Linked DNA regions of Gossypium hirsutum: region 2 is linked to region 1. The links are chromatin contacts, called in public Hi-C maps. All regions are on one chromosome and are shown on one strand. The core of a region is the stretch at or near the end of the contact, and the rest is flanking DNA. Distances in the headings are between cores, read along the strand shown. Region 1 holds the start of LOC107904659 (transcription factor BEE 3). Region 2 holds the start of LOC107924352 (lipase member N).

The links. Hi-C and Micro-C count contacts between places; a contact is called where the count stands out from the background.
Region 2: a Hi-C map of leaf shows a contact between it and region 1, with 2.7 times the contacts expected there. The contact joins the promoter of LOC107924352 here to the promoter of LOC107904659 in region 1. A contact is called at or near these places in 2 of 34 Hi-C or Micro-C datasets (both in leaf).

Annotation. Positions count from the first base shown.
Region 1 is chrA11:491,008-498,761 of Gossypium_hirsutum_v2.1, reverse strand. LOC107904659 (transcription factor BEE 3) reads right to left here and starts at 2,752. Exons shown (of 5, transcript XM_041080431.1): 1 at 2,258-2,752; 2 at 2,052-2,171; 3 at 1,233-1,301; 4 at 892-969; 5 at 620-773. The coding sequence starts at 2,611. The coding sequence ends at 759. LOC107904662 (40S ribosomal protein S7) reads left to right here and starts at 7,641. Exons shown (of 6, transcript XM_016831106.2): 1 at 7,641-7,754. It overlaps LOC107904660 (a long non-coding RNA gene), which reads left to right. Exons shown (of 5, transcript XR_005904695.1): 5 at 329-582.
Region 2 is chrA11:627,156-634,909 of Gossypium_hirsutum_v2.1, reverse strand. LOC107924352 (lipase member N) reads right to left here and starts at 3,887. Exons shown (of 9, transcript XM_016854752.2): 1 at 3,556-3,887; 2 at 2,327-2,500; 3 at 988-1,393; 4 at 591-874; 5 at 421-489; 6 at 283-339. The coding sequence starts at 3,596. LOC107924245 (lipase 1) reads right to left here. Exons shown (of 9, transcript XM_016854597.2): 8 at 7,624-7,699; 9 at 6,320-7,476. The coding sequence ends at 6,543.

The sequences.
Region 1 (7,754 bases), core at 1,503-4,002:
ACTAAAATCGAGCATAGATATCTTGAGAACAATACCTCTGTTTGAGGGTCTGATCAACCGCTCAAAGAGTGACACTTTAAAGACTTCTTCCAATAAGAAAGCCGATCTCTTCCAAGATCATCTCTTGTTTATAAACAATGAGAATTATTATATTTCATTGTTTCCTATTTAGAGCAATGGCATTTTGCTTGATAATAGGGACTTGGGATACCCTTTTGCTTGGTATTTTTGAATTGCTTCAAAGGGCAACAGCTGTGTTGGTGAAATATTGTTTTTATGCCATTGTTTTCAACACATTGACAGTGTCAATTTGTCTATTTGGATATAGGGAATGCACCATAAAAAGAGTGGCAACTGTTTTATATTCTTGTAAGAAGTTTAGAAATCTATGTCTGTGACAATTTTTTGTGTTTAAGTTGTACCTTAATCTTTTGGATACATGTTTTTCATCTTTGACTGAACTTTGAAACCGTGTTTTGTTCGAAACTCCTATTCCTACCTTGTAATTGTAAATTATAAATTCGGCTATGTACTGAATTAAAAAATAGTCCAATTAATGATACTTTCAGGCATTGGGTCAACCCTTTAAATTGAATTATTTAGTTAAAAATTATAATTATTAGTTAATAAAATATTTATTTAATTTGATAATATGATCTTGAATAAAGAGAGATATAACATCTAGAAATTAAAGTCAAAGAGATGAGCGAAAGCAAGCAGCTTTGACCCTCCTGTATATCCTTCTTTCAACAATCTTTTCAACCTTTTTGCCTCTGATGAATTTTTTTTTATGCATTGGAAACCAATTATTTTGTGAGATTCAATTCATTATAAAGAATTTGAAATTTTGAATAAAGGAAAAAAATGTAGTTAGGAAATTAATTTAAGCACCTGCATGGTTTCCATATCGTCTGAATCTGAGTTGAAGTCATAGCATGCACTTGCTGCCGTCAATTTCATTGAAAGAAACTGTAATATTTCATATACATGAAAGATTATAATCATGCGGTTGGATTTAATTTTGAAAAAAAATTATTTTGCAAGAAAATGAATTTTCGGATAAACCGAAACTAAATTAATTTGAATCGATATTCGGTTTTTTTGTTTCCTGTTAATTTATCAGCCATTCATACATGCATATGTACATGTATTGACTATATTGTCCTTCGCTTGAAAAATGGCTTGAAAGCACGAAAATTGTGAATAAATGATGTGTTTGTTTTTCAACGTACCTCGATCTGGTTCTGCAAGAACTGGACATAATTGATTATCTCGTCTAACATTACTGCCATCCCCATATTCTGCAGATTATCAGTACATCAGAATAAAAAAAATTATGTACGATCTTTGTTGTTTTTGCTATACTATATGCATGATGCAACTCGAAGCATAATATTATAATAATTACCCTATAGCACCCTGGGACTATATCTTGCAAGCTTCTTAGTCTCTCATTTATTTTCCCTCTTCTAACCTGTTTGGCAGAAAAGAAGATGCTTCATTTTCATTATCGACCTTTGAAGTGTTGTTCTTCAGACAGCCAATTCGGTCCCCCAACAACTAAAGGCGTGTTACAGTTTTGTTCTCAATTTTCACGTTGTGTATAATTTATGGAGGGGACGTCTTAATTGATGGAGATAGGTACCTGCAGGATTTGAGAAAGATATCTATATAGGACGTGTGAATATAATGGAATTACATGAGCATCCCGCGACTCTACCTACCAACCAAGGTGCTTTTAAGCATTGGTTGGTGGTTTGAGTTGTCCGGCATTCAGATAACTCCATTATTATTCTTACGCCTTATATAGACACCTTTTCTGAGTTTTGCAGATACTTATTTACACCAGTCAAGACATCTCTTTCCATGAATTGTATACAGCTCTACATGGAGGTTAGGGATAAAATCATGACGCTGAAGCAATACATTTAGTTGCTGAGGGGCCGAGTCAGCTACTTGAAGAACGACACTTCGAAGACTTCTACTGAAGTACTTGGTACCCAGCAATATCGAATTTCATGAGAAAGGAAATTGAGTTATAAGTATATAACCCTTTCTGCAACACAGTGACTATTAGTAGCTTGACCTCGTCTAGCTCTAACATGAACCACTTCTTTTGGTTTATCTTCTTCCTTGCCATTGTTTTTTGCTCTGTTCCCTCTTCCTGGATTCTTCAAGACAGTAAAACCAAAAAACACTAAAAAAAATGAAAAGAGAATTCAAGAAAATGATTTCAGAACATCATATACGTGTTTACGTTTCTTATGTTGATCTCAGTTTCATAAACATGGGGAGACGATGAATTCCAGAAACTAGTTTCCCATGCGAAATCCAATTCTTTTCTCTTGTGGGTTTCTTCATGGAATTCATTTCCAGGTCTGAAAATTGGCTGAGAAACTGATGGTACTGAATTGTGGGTAAAATCTGGTAAGTTATTATCTTCTTCTCGCCGGTTATTAATGGTTGGGATATTTTGAGCTTGATTGTTGAACAGGTTGTTGTCAGTGGTGGAGAAAGGTGAAAAGCTTTGATAATTCAAGGATTTTAGTTCAGGGAATTGGTCAAGTAATTCCATGGTAGGATCAATATCCAAGAATGTGAAATCAGCCATGAGTTTTTTTGCTTTTTTTTTTTTTTGGAGGGTGGGAATACAATCGAATGGGTGTTTCGGATGATAAGAAATGGGAGTAGTATTTATAATGTGAGATCAAAATTTAATGCATGATAAAACTCGAAGTTGGACCCGAAATTGAGAAGGTTTATATAGAGGAGAGCATTCGGCCTTTTAGAAAATTACATCAGTTTTTTTTTATTAGACCTATTTAATTGATTATAATCTATTCATCAAATTAAAACTCAACAATCAACATAATTAAATTAACTTTAGTTCAGTGAGTTAATCGACTTTAATTATTTGGCTTAAATGATATGTATTAAATTAAGTTAAACTTTTAGTCGAATTAATTTAAAATTTTAACAATAGATAACCAATTAAAATAACCACACAAAATGCCTAAATCAAAATAAACTAAATCAATTAAGTTAATTTAATTGAAAATTGCTCTCCCCAGAGTTTTAAGTAAAAATATTAGATTTAAAAAATAAATTTAGGTAAAAGTTTAAAAAATATAAGTTAAGCTTAAATTTAAACATCTAAAGCTTGAGCTTAGTTCGAGCTGATTTAGAATGGGCAAGCTTAAAATAATATGAGATTGGACTTGATTAGTCTTGTCTAAAATTTTAATTAATGAATAATATAATATTATTAATTGTTAAATTAAAAATATAAATATTTTCAAAAGAAAAAAAAGATGAGCAAGCGTAAAAATAAGTTTAGGTTAATCATTTTCAATGGATAGGTTTGGACAAGCAAGTCTAGAATCACTTTCAATTAATCATTCATAAAATTCATAAAATGTGTTAATAGCATACTTAAGCCCAATTTAATATTAGCTCATAAACACCTCTACATGCATGTAAATATTTGGTTAAAATGTACTTCTAGTCTTTATACTATTCATACATTTTGAATTTAGTCCTCTTGTTTTTATTTCAATGAATTTAATCCTTTTATTTTTGGATTTAAAAATACAAATTTAATTATTAATACCGTTAAAATTTATCTATTAAATCCAGGTGTTGCATGACACCAAGTGAATTTTTTTTTATTTCAAAATATCACACTAATAAATTTAATAAAAAACTTTAACAATATTAACAATTGAAATTACATTTAAAATTTTAAAATAAAAAAAAATAAATTACTTAAAATAAAAAGCACTAAAATTCAAAATTTACCAATAATACTTTAAATGCATAGCTTCCATGCAATCATTTGATCATATTTGATAACTTGTGTAGATATGTTTTATATTTTTTTATCTAATCATGTGAACATATCTATAAAAAAAAAAGGAAAAAAAAAAAGCTTTACTTGACTACAAAGACATAAAAGTGAAACTAAACAATAAAAATAAAATAATCTCAGCTCCACTCATCAGAAAATTGACCCCATTTACTCTTCCTTGTATATTTTACAAATAGTTATAATCGAAATTTGTTATTTGTATTTTTTAATTTTAATATAAAAATAAAATTCATACAAATAAAATACTCGATATAAATTTTAGATTTACCTTTCAATTAAGTAATTAATGTTGGCTTCTTTTGTGCCGACCGCTTGAAGCTTAACGCGGCCAACAATAATATTAGCAGACCAAGTTGCATGGGCACGTTGTCCTTTTCCGATGTCGTTTATGCCTATATCCTTTAGTTTCGTGTCCATATATAAATAAACATAAAATAGTATATTCTAATTTAGAATTTTTTTAAATAATACAAATAATTATGTAAAATGTGAGTTATTTTAAGTTTTTATCATTTAAATTTTATATTTGACTTAATGTTATTCAAATTTAGGTTTTTTTTCCAATTTATTTATTTTAATTTTAAATAATTTAATTAATCAATCAATTTGTGTTTAAATGAATTTCTATTCAACATAGGAAATGGAATTAGACATTATAAAATTTTATTTAATTTTAAGTATTGAAACATGCCATAAAATATTATAAAGTATTAACTCTGAATTCAATTTTTCTTATGAATCCATTATAAATTCAAGGTAAATCGCACTTCAATGAGATAATATTTATGAAATTACATAAATAGTAACAATTTTAAAATAAAAATAAAAGTATATATAAATTAATTTAATTATACTTTATATAAAAACTTAAGTCGGATCAATTCAAGTAAACTATTCGGATAAATTTAAAATAATTTATTCAATCAATTTTACATTATTGTTGAATTTATTTATTTATTTATCAAATCACGTTTAAATTAGAAAAAAGAGGAATCAAAATTTCATAGTCCCTACTAAAAGCATAAATCGATAGGTTTCCATTAAAAACAAGACAAGATAAACAGTAGCAGTTTAGCTATAGATATATATAATTTTAAAAATAATTTGTAAAATTGAAGCAAATTTGGATAGTGTTTGAGGAATTTAACAGAAAGTAGGAAATTGGTGGCTCAATAATAATAATGACGATAGATTCCCATGGTACCAAAACTCTTAACAATTTAAGCAACCCATTTTACTCAATTTTAAGTGTTCTTCCACCCAAAATAGGATTTGTTTGACTTTAGGAATATAAATTTTTTGAGGCATAAACACTTGGAAGTAAGTACACGTTAGTTCCAAGTTATGGGGACCATAACTACGACAATCTTTAACACTATGTTTGGTGTGATGGAGAAAAAAGAAATTAATATTATTGTTATCAACATATACATATGATCATTTTTATCTAATATGAAAGTAAATACGTAACTGTGTTTTTTTATTTTTTAAAATATGTATAATTAAATAAAAATTAAAAATTTATATGTATAATTGAAGTAAAATTAATTTTTTATATGTATAATTGCATCAATTGAAGTTCATGTATAATGTTTTATAAATTGAATCAAAGTTGATTATTTGAGATTTATAATAAAAAAATTAAATTAAGGGTAAATTATGAAATGTCACTAAATTATTAGTAAGTTTATATTTTGGTCATTTAATTTTAAAAAAAAGTTATAAAATGGTTTTTGAACTATCTGAAAGTTTTCATTTAAGTTATTGAACTATTCAATAGTTTTTATTTAAATCATTGGGCTGTTAAATTTTTATTTTTCAAAAGTCTAGTTAGCAAGCTTAAAGTGACAATTCGACAATTGGTACAATAGATCATTATTCATTGACAAATAGTATAACATATTTTAGATCTAAGTTAATCTAACGGCCAATGTCAGAGATCGGAGAAGAAAAGTGTTTGGAAATTGGTTTGAAAATTCACGATGTTCAAAGTTGTTTCATGAAAAAAAAATTGAACTATAAACGTGAAGAGAAAAAAAAGCTTTTGATTAGTGCAGACGCTACGGACAAAAAATGCCATACAATAACGAATTTAACAACCTAGTGACTAAACAAAAAATTGAATAATTCGGTGACCATTTAACTTTTTAAAATTGAGTAACTAAAATGTAAATTTATTAATAGTTGAGTGACGCTAGATGTATTTTACGCTTTTTAAAACCTGCTTAAATTCCATGTCTTGGGCCTTTATATCTTTGGATCTTAAAATTAAAATTGGACTTTAAATTAGATGCGGGATGCGTATTGATTTCAGGACGTCAATTTGCTAAATAATTTTGGGCTTTGGAACTCAATAATAGGCCCACCAATATTCATTTCAATTTATTTTCTTGTTAATTATTTAAGAATTCAGATCAAGTATCATTTTCTTTAACGAATACATATTTTATATGCTCAGGAATCAAATAATTTTATATTCAATTAAATTTTCTCGTTAGATGTTAATGAAAAAGCATAATATATATAATTTATGAAGTCAATTTGAAATACTTGTGCCTTGAATGCAACATTCTTCTCTCGCTCTATGTCGCCGCCTTCGTCTCTCTCTTCCACTCTCAGAACTAAAAAAAGCCTTTAGCTTTTCGCTTCGAGAGAGACCGCAATCATGTTGGTTTACCAGAATCTCCTCACGGGAAATCGAGAATGGGATGCTAAAGTGGGTCATGCAACCAATCCTTCTGCCGAAGGTGGTGATGACTGATGACCAAGCTGTGAAGGTTGTTCACATTGTCGACCCTTTTAGGCTTTAGAAGCAACCCCTTCTGACGAGAAGCAGTTTGTCATGTTCATGAACAAGTTAATCAAGAACTTGACATCGGAATTGGAGGCGAAGAAGAAAGAGACCTTCAAGAAAAATAATGAGGGAGCAACCAAGTTTTTGCCTTTCAAACTAAACGACTTTCAATTTTGAGTCCGAGACGACGGGTGATCAAGGGCGAAGCTAGGAAAAAAATTATTTATATCTTTATAATTTTAAAAGATTAAATTAAAATTTATTATTTTAAGGTATTAAAATTTAATTTTATCTTTATTAATTTAAATTTTTTAAAAATTTAAAACATCATAATGATAAAATTCCTATTTTAATAGACTATGGGCTTCCTAACACCCTAAATCTGCCTCAGCGGGTGATTACTGTTTGCTTACTATAAGAACGGTGCTGTTGACACAACATTTTTGTACTTTGCAGGAAGAAAAAAAATGCAACATTCTTTAGGTTAAGATCCTTCCAACTTTCTTCTTATTTCAATACACTTACTAGTGTTATGGGTCGTGGATCAAAGTCTATAATTAATACACATGATATTGCTTAACAAGGTCAATTGATTAAAAGAAATTTATTTAACCCACTTGACTTAACTCGATTCGTGAAACAAATGGAAAAACTTATCTAATTATAAACAATCGGAGAAAGTCATCTATTTATCTAATGAAATACTTCACTAAAACTAGTTGAATATATATAATCCTAAAAGATTTTGTAAAGTGTTTAAATTCCACAATATTCTTATACTTATAAATAAACGTAATCTTTATGGTTAATATAATTTAAACTGTACTGATGATTGATTATTTTATTAGTTACAAATATTTTTAAAGATAATTAAAAAAAAGTTCAATATAGACATATAAAAATTTATTTATTTATTTTTTGAGTAAAAAATTTAAAATGGAACATGACTTCGAGTATTAATAGTTAATTGAATATATATAAAAACCCTAGCGAAACGGGCCACTTCTAATGTCACACTATAAATTAAGTATTTCGATAGAAACCCTAAAGATTTTAACTGAGCCGCTTATACTTCTCTCTCGACTCTATCAT
Region 2 (7,754 bases), core at 2,638-5,137, 140 kb before region 1:
CAATGCAATAATATTTGAGAACCCAATTTTCAAATACAGATAAATGTTATCATCCAAAATACTAGTGACCAATATAATGGTTCAGGGCTGTCAATTAACTATTCCCAGAAAACCATTGGAAAAATGACCAATATAATACCAGTTACAGACAAATGATATCAGAAAAACCCACAAAGAACTGCCCTCACAAATGGGTCAAGCATGTAGCTTAATCTAGTGCATAGCAAGCAACCAACAAAGGAATCAGAGAGGAGGGTAGGCAGACTGCAGGTTGTTACTTACCCCATAGACGAATCCAAAATACCATGCTGTAAAAAGACAGCCTTCCGTGCATCACGCCTGCAATATTTGACCAGAGGCATCAACAACCATAGCATTCAAACAGGAGAGAAAATCTTAAAAGAAAATAAACACTTATACCTTGGTAATCTTTCTAAAAGGATAACATATCCATCAGAAGTGATGACATGAATAGCTTCATATGGATACCTAAAACAGGAACATTGGGTAAGAAACAGACATAAGCAGAATTACTGTGGCAAAAAAGGGGAAGAAAGGAAAGAAAATTTTGAAAATAACCTTGCACTTACCCAAGCTCTGTTATGACATCTCGACAAGTCCGCGCATCAGTATTAAGAGTATGGTGAAGTGTAAGATTCCTTTCTCTAGGAGATGGATCATTAGCTCCAAGAGTAGCAGTGGGAACTGAAGCATTTGAGACATTATCATCAATATCCTTATCACCAGCACTAGGAGATGAGAACCATTTTCCAAAGATTCTGAAGGCTGCGAACGGGGAGAACACAAAATATGCAGCCTTGTGGAACATATCAAATATGGCTTCTATGAAAATCTCAATTGCTAGATGAAGGTCCTGATTGGCATAGCATAGCAGTGAGTTAAGTAAAAAGCTAAGGAAAAATCATAATAAAGGTGATGGAAACAGAAAAATTCAAGAGACAGTAAGATGTAAGTCCTCGTATAAACCTCAATGACTCCACGTCTCCTGTCAATGGTGCGCTGGACAACATGGTCCTTCGAGCTGTGTACTTTCCTAAAGGGATGGAAAGTCCTAGGATGGGGACTTCCTGTATCCAAAGAAGCCTTCGATTCCCGACTACTTAACAAACGGAAAAGAAGAAATGGTATCCTCAGCAAAAACCTAGCAGGTAACAAAATCCAAGAAAATATGTACGCCACCCAGTTTGTCCAGTGTGGATCATGATTGATGTGAGTGCTTGTCCTGCAGGTTCCTGATCCATCAGATAAAGGTGATGAAGGTGTTGAACGGTATATTTCATCAGGTTCATCTTCTGCAGAAGCATAGTCTACACTTGAAGAATCAGAATCCACAGAAAGCTCATGGATGAACTGGTTGAATGAGGAAACACCACTATGACAAATAAGAAAAGTCAAAATGTCAACGACTAATTGGTATTACAATCAGCTAATATGGTAAAGAAGCTGTATAGAGTGACACTTGCTTATCACAGATTCAACAATTTATCTTCTTCTGTGTGTGTGCATCAGTGCGTCTTTTTTTCTTTTCTTTCTTTTTTCCACCACTAGGATTGAGAAAGAGGAGCATTTTCAGATTTTAGCCCATGAACACATATTGTCAAGCAGCAACAAAATTACCATTGCTTCTTTATGCATGCAGTAGCATCATGGATCCTATTACTTTGGTTTCTTTTTGCAGATAGTAGTATCAAGGAATCTAAGTTTCTCAAAGAGAAAGAGAGGGGGCGGGGGTCCCACTCCTATCTGTAGTTCCTTTTCTTTTTCTTCCCCCCCCCCCTTTTTTTCATATGACAATTTCAAATAAAAGAGAAGGAAACCTGAGAATTTTCTGATTACACCACTTTCTATTTAAACTATTGTGCTTCTGCAGTCATGCAACATACCATGACCAGCCAAATAAAAGCTGCCATAGGCAAATTTTATATGCGATAACATTCAATATAGTCATATCATTAACAGGATAATTATATATTTATATCCAACTAGCAGAGGCTCTATAGGAGTACATTGGACCTATGATGTAAGAACACACTAGTGTCAGCAAGCAAAAAATAAACTTCTCCAGCAGAACATCTTGACAAGAAAATCATCAGAACCTGTTTAGTCTCTCCCATTTAATCTTTTAGTTCTCCAATAAATAATTGATAGAAAGCAAAGAAAAAGCCAAAACTAAGAAGCAAACTATGAACTTAAATGATGATGTCAATGAATTAAACCACGCTAGCAAAAGGTTTTACTTAAGCTTACAAGTGGCAAGTATGATACTTCAGCAATGTTTTCTCACATCAAAACTAAAAAAACATACTTTTCCATCCAGCGTGGAAACCGAGGTCCATGAAAAGTTGGCCTAAGCTCCCATCCTTGAGCACCTTCAAGAATATTCGACTTTCCAAGAAGAATGGCCAATAGAAGTGCAGACACTCCATTTATCAACCTTGCAATATTGTTCAAAGACTCATATGTAAAAGTCTTCACTGACCTGCATAAAAATTAAAACAAATCAGTTACTCATCTTCTAACATGATGAAAAAAAAACTAGCGAAACATTTGGGGGGCATTTTTGCTTCTCTTTTTTCAATGCAAGTAAAAAAAATAAAACCAAATCAAAGAACAAATAGTAAAGGAGCCAATAACCAAAGCTTTAGGAAATGAATTACAGTAACTAGCTCTTACTAAAGGGGTGGAAACAAATATACATTATAATTGAATGATGTTTAGAACAAGCAAAGCAAATAAATTACCACAACAATCACAAGGAGATCATCATCATACTACGTATAAAAAAAAAGGTTAAGGAGAAGCCTCAAATGCAGTTCAAAAGGTTGAATGGCACCAAGCTTCAAAGGGAGGAGCCTCAAGAAAGCTTCAAAACAGAACAAAAAGGAACAAAAACTACTAATGTCATCAATAACCAGCCAAAGAGATGCTTTTCAACAATTTTTTTTTTAAATTCAACCAGCCCCAATATCATCTACCCATAACTAATTCTGGATAGTAATATATATTTAACATTGTAAATTATTTAAGCTTACAAACTAGGTTCTTTTTCTTCGTATTCTAAAAATTAAGAAATTAAATATTTTCAGTAAATTCATCTGATTATTTATTTCAGAAAAATGGTTTCCACAATTAGGTAATTAGGGTCAATTTGATTATAAAGTAATTATTTTGCTTCTTTTGGCAACAATAACAATTCAGAATGCTTCAATTAAAAAGAACTCCGATATGTAAAAAAGAAAACACGGGAGATTCCATAAATGATCTCCCCCTCCCCCTTTTTTTCCTTGAACTTGATTCAGCTAATAAAAGCTCCCAACTACTTCTCCCAAAAAAAAATGCCAATAAAAATCCTAAAAACGGTCCCTCTAAAACCCCAAATCAATCAAATAATCTCCAAAAAAAAAATTCTATAGGCAAGCAAAATGATCGCACAACGAAATAAATACAGAAAACCGATTCATCACATGCATGTACCAAAATACACGCACGCATACACGTATATATACAAGGACAGGTAAAAAGAGAAGGGCTCACTCTTTGGTAACAGCGAGGGCGTTGTCAACGAATCGCCGCATAATGCCACCGACATACAACAATTTCGATCTGTCGATTTCCAGAACTAGGAACAATTAAAAAAGAAAATCGAAATCGGACGCGTAGAATTCTGAGACGTAGACAGAGAAAAGAATAGAGTATTGGGTGGAAAAAAAATTAGAAAAGAAAAAATGTAAAGAGAAGGAATGAAATTGATAAATAAGGGATTGTTTTTACAACGGCGATTATTTGGCGTCAAAAGAAAATAAGTCGGTTAATTAATATCGGAGCAGGGGGCTGTTATTTTGAGTTTTGGAGTGGACGGGGGAGATCCCACGTAAACGAGTATTATTGATTACTTTTTTAACACGTTAGTATGTTTTTATTATCTTAAAATATATTTAATTATTTTTAACATATTTACTATTATTTGTAAATTTTAAAATTAAAATATGTTAGTTGATGCTAAATTGAGTCTGGAATCGTGGGGTAAGTCGAGTCAGATCCTCATTCATATGGATAATGTTTGGTCGGCACTGCAGATCATAAATGCGGGGGTTTTAAACGTGGTTGGATTTCGACAGAACCTTTTTAAAACTCAGTTTAAATTGTTTAGGACTCTGTTTAATTTTACCTTTTTTCTAAAAAATCTTGATTTCAATTTTGTTTGTGCCTCATGATTCGGTTTGAGGGTTATTTTGGTTTTTCATTAGGCAAGTGAAATAGATGTCAATGTTCTCAAGTACGTGAGTTTTGGGAGGCATTTATTTAATAGAGAATGTATTAGTATGAAAATGTGTATTAAGTTTAACTTCTATTTTTAAAATTTTGATTCTAATTTTTAATTATTTTAATTTTCAATCTTTAAGATTTAATTAAATTAAATTATTTTTTAAATAAAAAATTAATTAAATCTTTAAGAACTTCACTCTAGTGTGTTAACTTATGTAATAATTAATATAAACTTCATAAAAATTTAAAATTTCTTCTCAAGAATATGTTTACATCTGCAATAAATTACATATATATTGTTACGTAAAATGTCATATCAATACTATAAAAAATAAGTAATTTAGTCAAGTTTTTTGAAAAAAATTAACAAAATTTTGAAAGTTGAAATCCAAAGTGACTTAAAAATATTAGGGTCAAAATGACAAATAGATAGATGTTAGATATTAAATTTATCATTTACCCTTAATAAAATAAACAAGTGAAAATTCATAATCCCATTATATCAAGTTGACTAAACTATTACATACGAATTGTCTGAGTAACCACCAAATAAAATTAAATTATTACAATACAAATACATTAAGAATAAGTACAATGTAGACTAAAATAAAAAATTGGATTCAATGAACTAAAACCGACACAGATAATGAGAATCGAAGATATAGAAACTAATAAATTGGTAAAACTAAAAAAATATATTTTTGAGCTTAAAATTGAAATTATTTTTTTAATACTAATTAAAATAAGAAATTATCAAACTTTCAGATTATTCGGATAACAATTCAATTTTAGTTTTTCATAATTCTAATTAAAATTAAAAAAAATGAGTTAATAATGAGTGTTAAAATATGAGGATATGATGACATGATTGAAACAAATATATGAAATAAGTAATAATTGATGGGATATAGAAGATAAGGTTTGATAAGATTGGAATATTGGAATTTGCCATATCCTTTGGACGTGGAGTGGAAGCAACCTAAGTAACACAATCTTGGAGTAGAAGGCTTTGCTAGTAAAATGTTTTATGAGATGTTATTCACAATTTTCTTCTTACATTATTTTCATTAAATTTTAAATTAATTACATTATTTTCATTTCATTTCATTTCATGATTTTGGTGCAATTTATTTATTTGGATTTAATGATATATCTCTTAATATATTACTATAAGATTATTATCAGATGCTCTAATAGTTTGCCAAATAACCCCATATATACTATAATAAAGTTTCTGATACAATAAATTAGTTGAAATATGATTAAATATATTTTTTAACAAAAATAAAATGAACCAGTTACTTTTTAATTATATTTTCTGATTTCCTTGCTTAAACCGATTCAAAGAATCACCTTTTTAATATATTAATACTAATAAAAAAATCAAATTAAATTGTATAGATCATATTAAAAATTAGAGTATATTTTGTCTCATTTATTTAGAAATGGAGAAATTAATCGCTGTACAATAAATCAAAAAGCAAACTAATTTTTTCTGTTAAAAGTTTCATCCATTTTTACATAAAAACTGTCGTGACTGATCAAAATAACTAAACAATTACACATGACAGTGCCACGTGTACCGGTACACGTTGATGTACAAGAACTAAGTTTTAATAGTAGAAATAGATGAAATTTAAATTAAAAAAACACTAATTTACTCTTATTTATCGTACAAAAACTATTTAACTCATTTTTTAAGGAAATATGACAAAGTATGATCGAACTCTTAGTAAAATGTCTCCCATAGATTTTTTACCACTAAATTCACAACTTGCATAGAATTTAACCCCAATATTTAATTCTTCAAAAAGATAAAGACGTGTTTAAAGCCTTCATTCACACCTGGTTTCAGATATATACCATTGCTGGTAGGCTGAGATGGCTCCACCAAGTGGTAAGATAATGTGGAGTCCAATATTCACTCTTCCACCAAAACAAAGACCACCTGCACAACCATACAAGTAGAAAACGTCCTCTTCCAAAGGCAAAGCCTACAAATTAGTTTTTGAAGCCCCACAAAGAAAAGAAATAGATAACAAGCAGTAACCACCACTTTCACTGAATTAAACAATTGACTTCCCCGGTCAGAATATATCTCTATATATGATATAAATATATTTTTTTGGGGGGGGGGTTTAAGGACATATAAATCTAGTAACTAACATACAGTAACATGCATCTATGAACTATCATCAATATTCAATTACAACAAGACACGTGGAAACGCATGGTTTTAGTAGTAAATTGGAGTTTTAAGAGCTAGCCTGTCCTTTCTTCTTCAATTTCAGAGTCTTCTTTTGGCTAGACTGGTGCTTTAGAGCAGGCTCCACGAGCAGTAGGCGAGACATTACGTAAGCTAAGATGTCTTCCTGGTTCGATTTCGTAAAGTCTAAGTGTCCATACTCAAATTCCTTGTATGATACATCTACACTTGCATTCTTCATTAACTTGTAGTGCCTTGTAACCATTGCTGCACTAATTATCTTGTCCTTCCGCCCAGCGATCAAATCAATTGGGATATCGATAAGCGAATAATATTCACCCAAGTCTATTGGCACCGGAGATCCATAAGCCTTCATATTGGCTGATGCATTCCCATGGTCATACATTACAAATTTTCCCTTCCATTTTACTTGTGCAAGGTGGTGAATCACACCTAGTGAGAGCCCTGGCATGTCATCCATATTATAATGAGGTAATCCCATCACCCCAACCCAGTTCGAGCTATCTCCCCCAAAGGTATAACTCAGTACGGTTTGTATTAGTCCACCAAGAGCAGGGTAGTTATGGAAGTCCCTAGCTAACTTGTTGAACAGCATACGGAAGAATCGGGTCGGTATATACAAGGCAGGCACGAAAAACGCCAGAATCGGACCCAAAGGAACAACAAAATAATGCGCCACTGTAAGAATAAAAATAGTTTCATCATGGAAGCCCGCAGGCGAAAGTAATGTCAATCTTGAGAGCCTGTGAGGCTTTTGTTCAATCAAGCGTGTCACAGTATACATCAGCATAACAGCTCCACCCAGACTATGAGCGATTGCACCGAGTTTGTATGGCTGCTCATCGTTTGTTTCTTCATCAGGTTGAATCATTTTTAATTCGTCAGTTTTAATTTCATGAATCTTCTCTACCATGGCCGGAATATCTTTTGTCCCAAGCTCATTTACTGTGAACCACCAATATCTGAGTCAAAATAGTGTGTTTTAATTTCCGGTTTTAATGTCTGAGAAACAATAAATCAAACATATTGATAGTGAAATCATATATTTACTTAATGTCTGAGAAACAATAAATCAAACATATTGATAGTGAAATCATATATTTACTTACTTCCGTGAGGAGATATTTTTATCCACATGCCCCCTAGAGACTAGACCACGCAAATTCCCAAGGAAGACGTCGTAGCCTGTAATTACAGCAATAACATCATTACACTGAAATTTTATGCTATTCTAGTATTC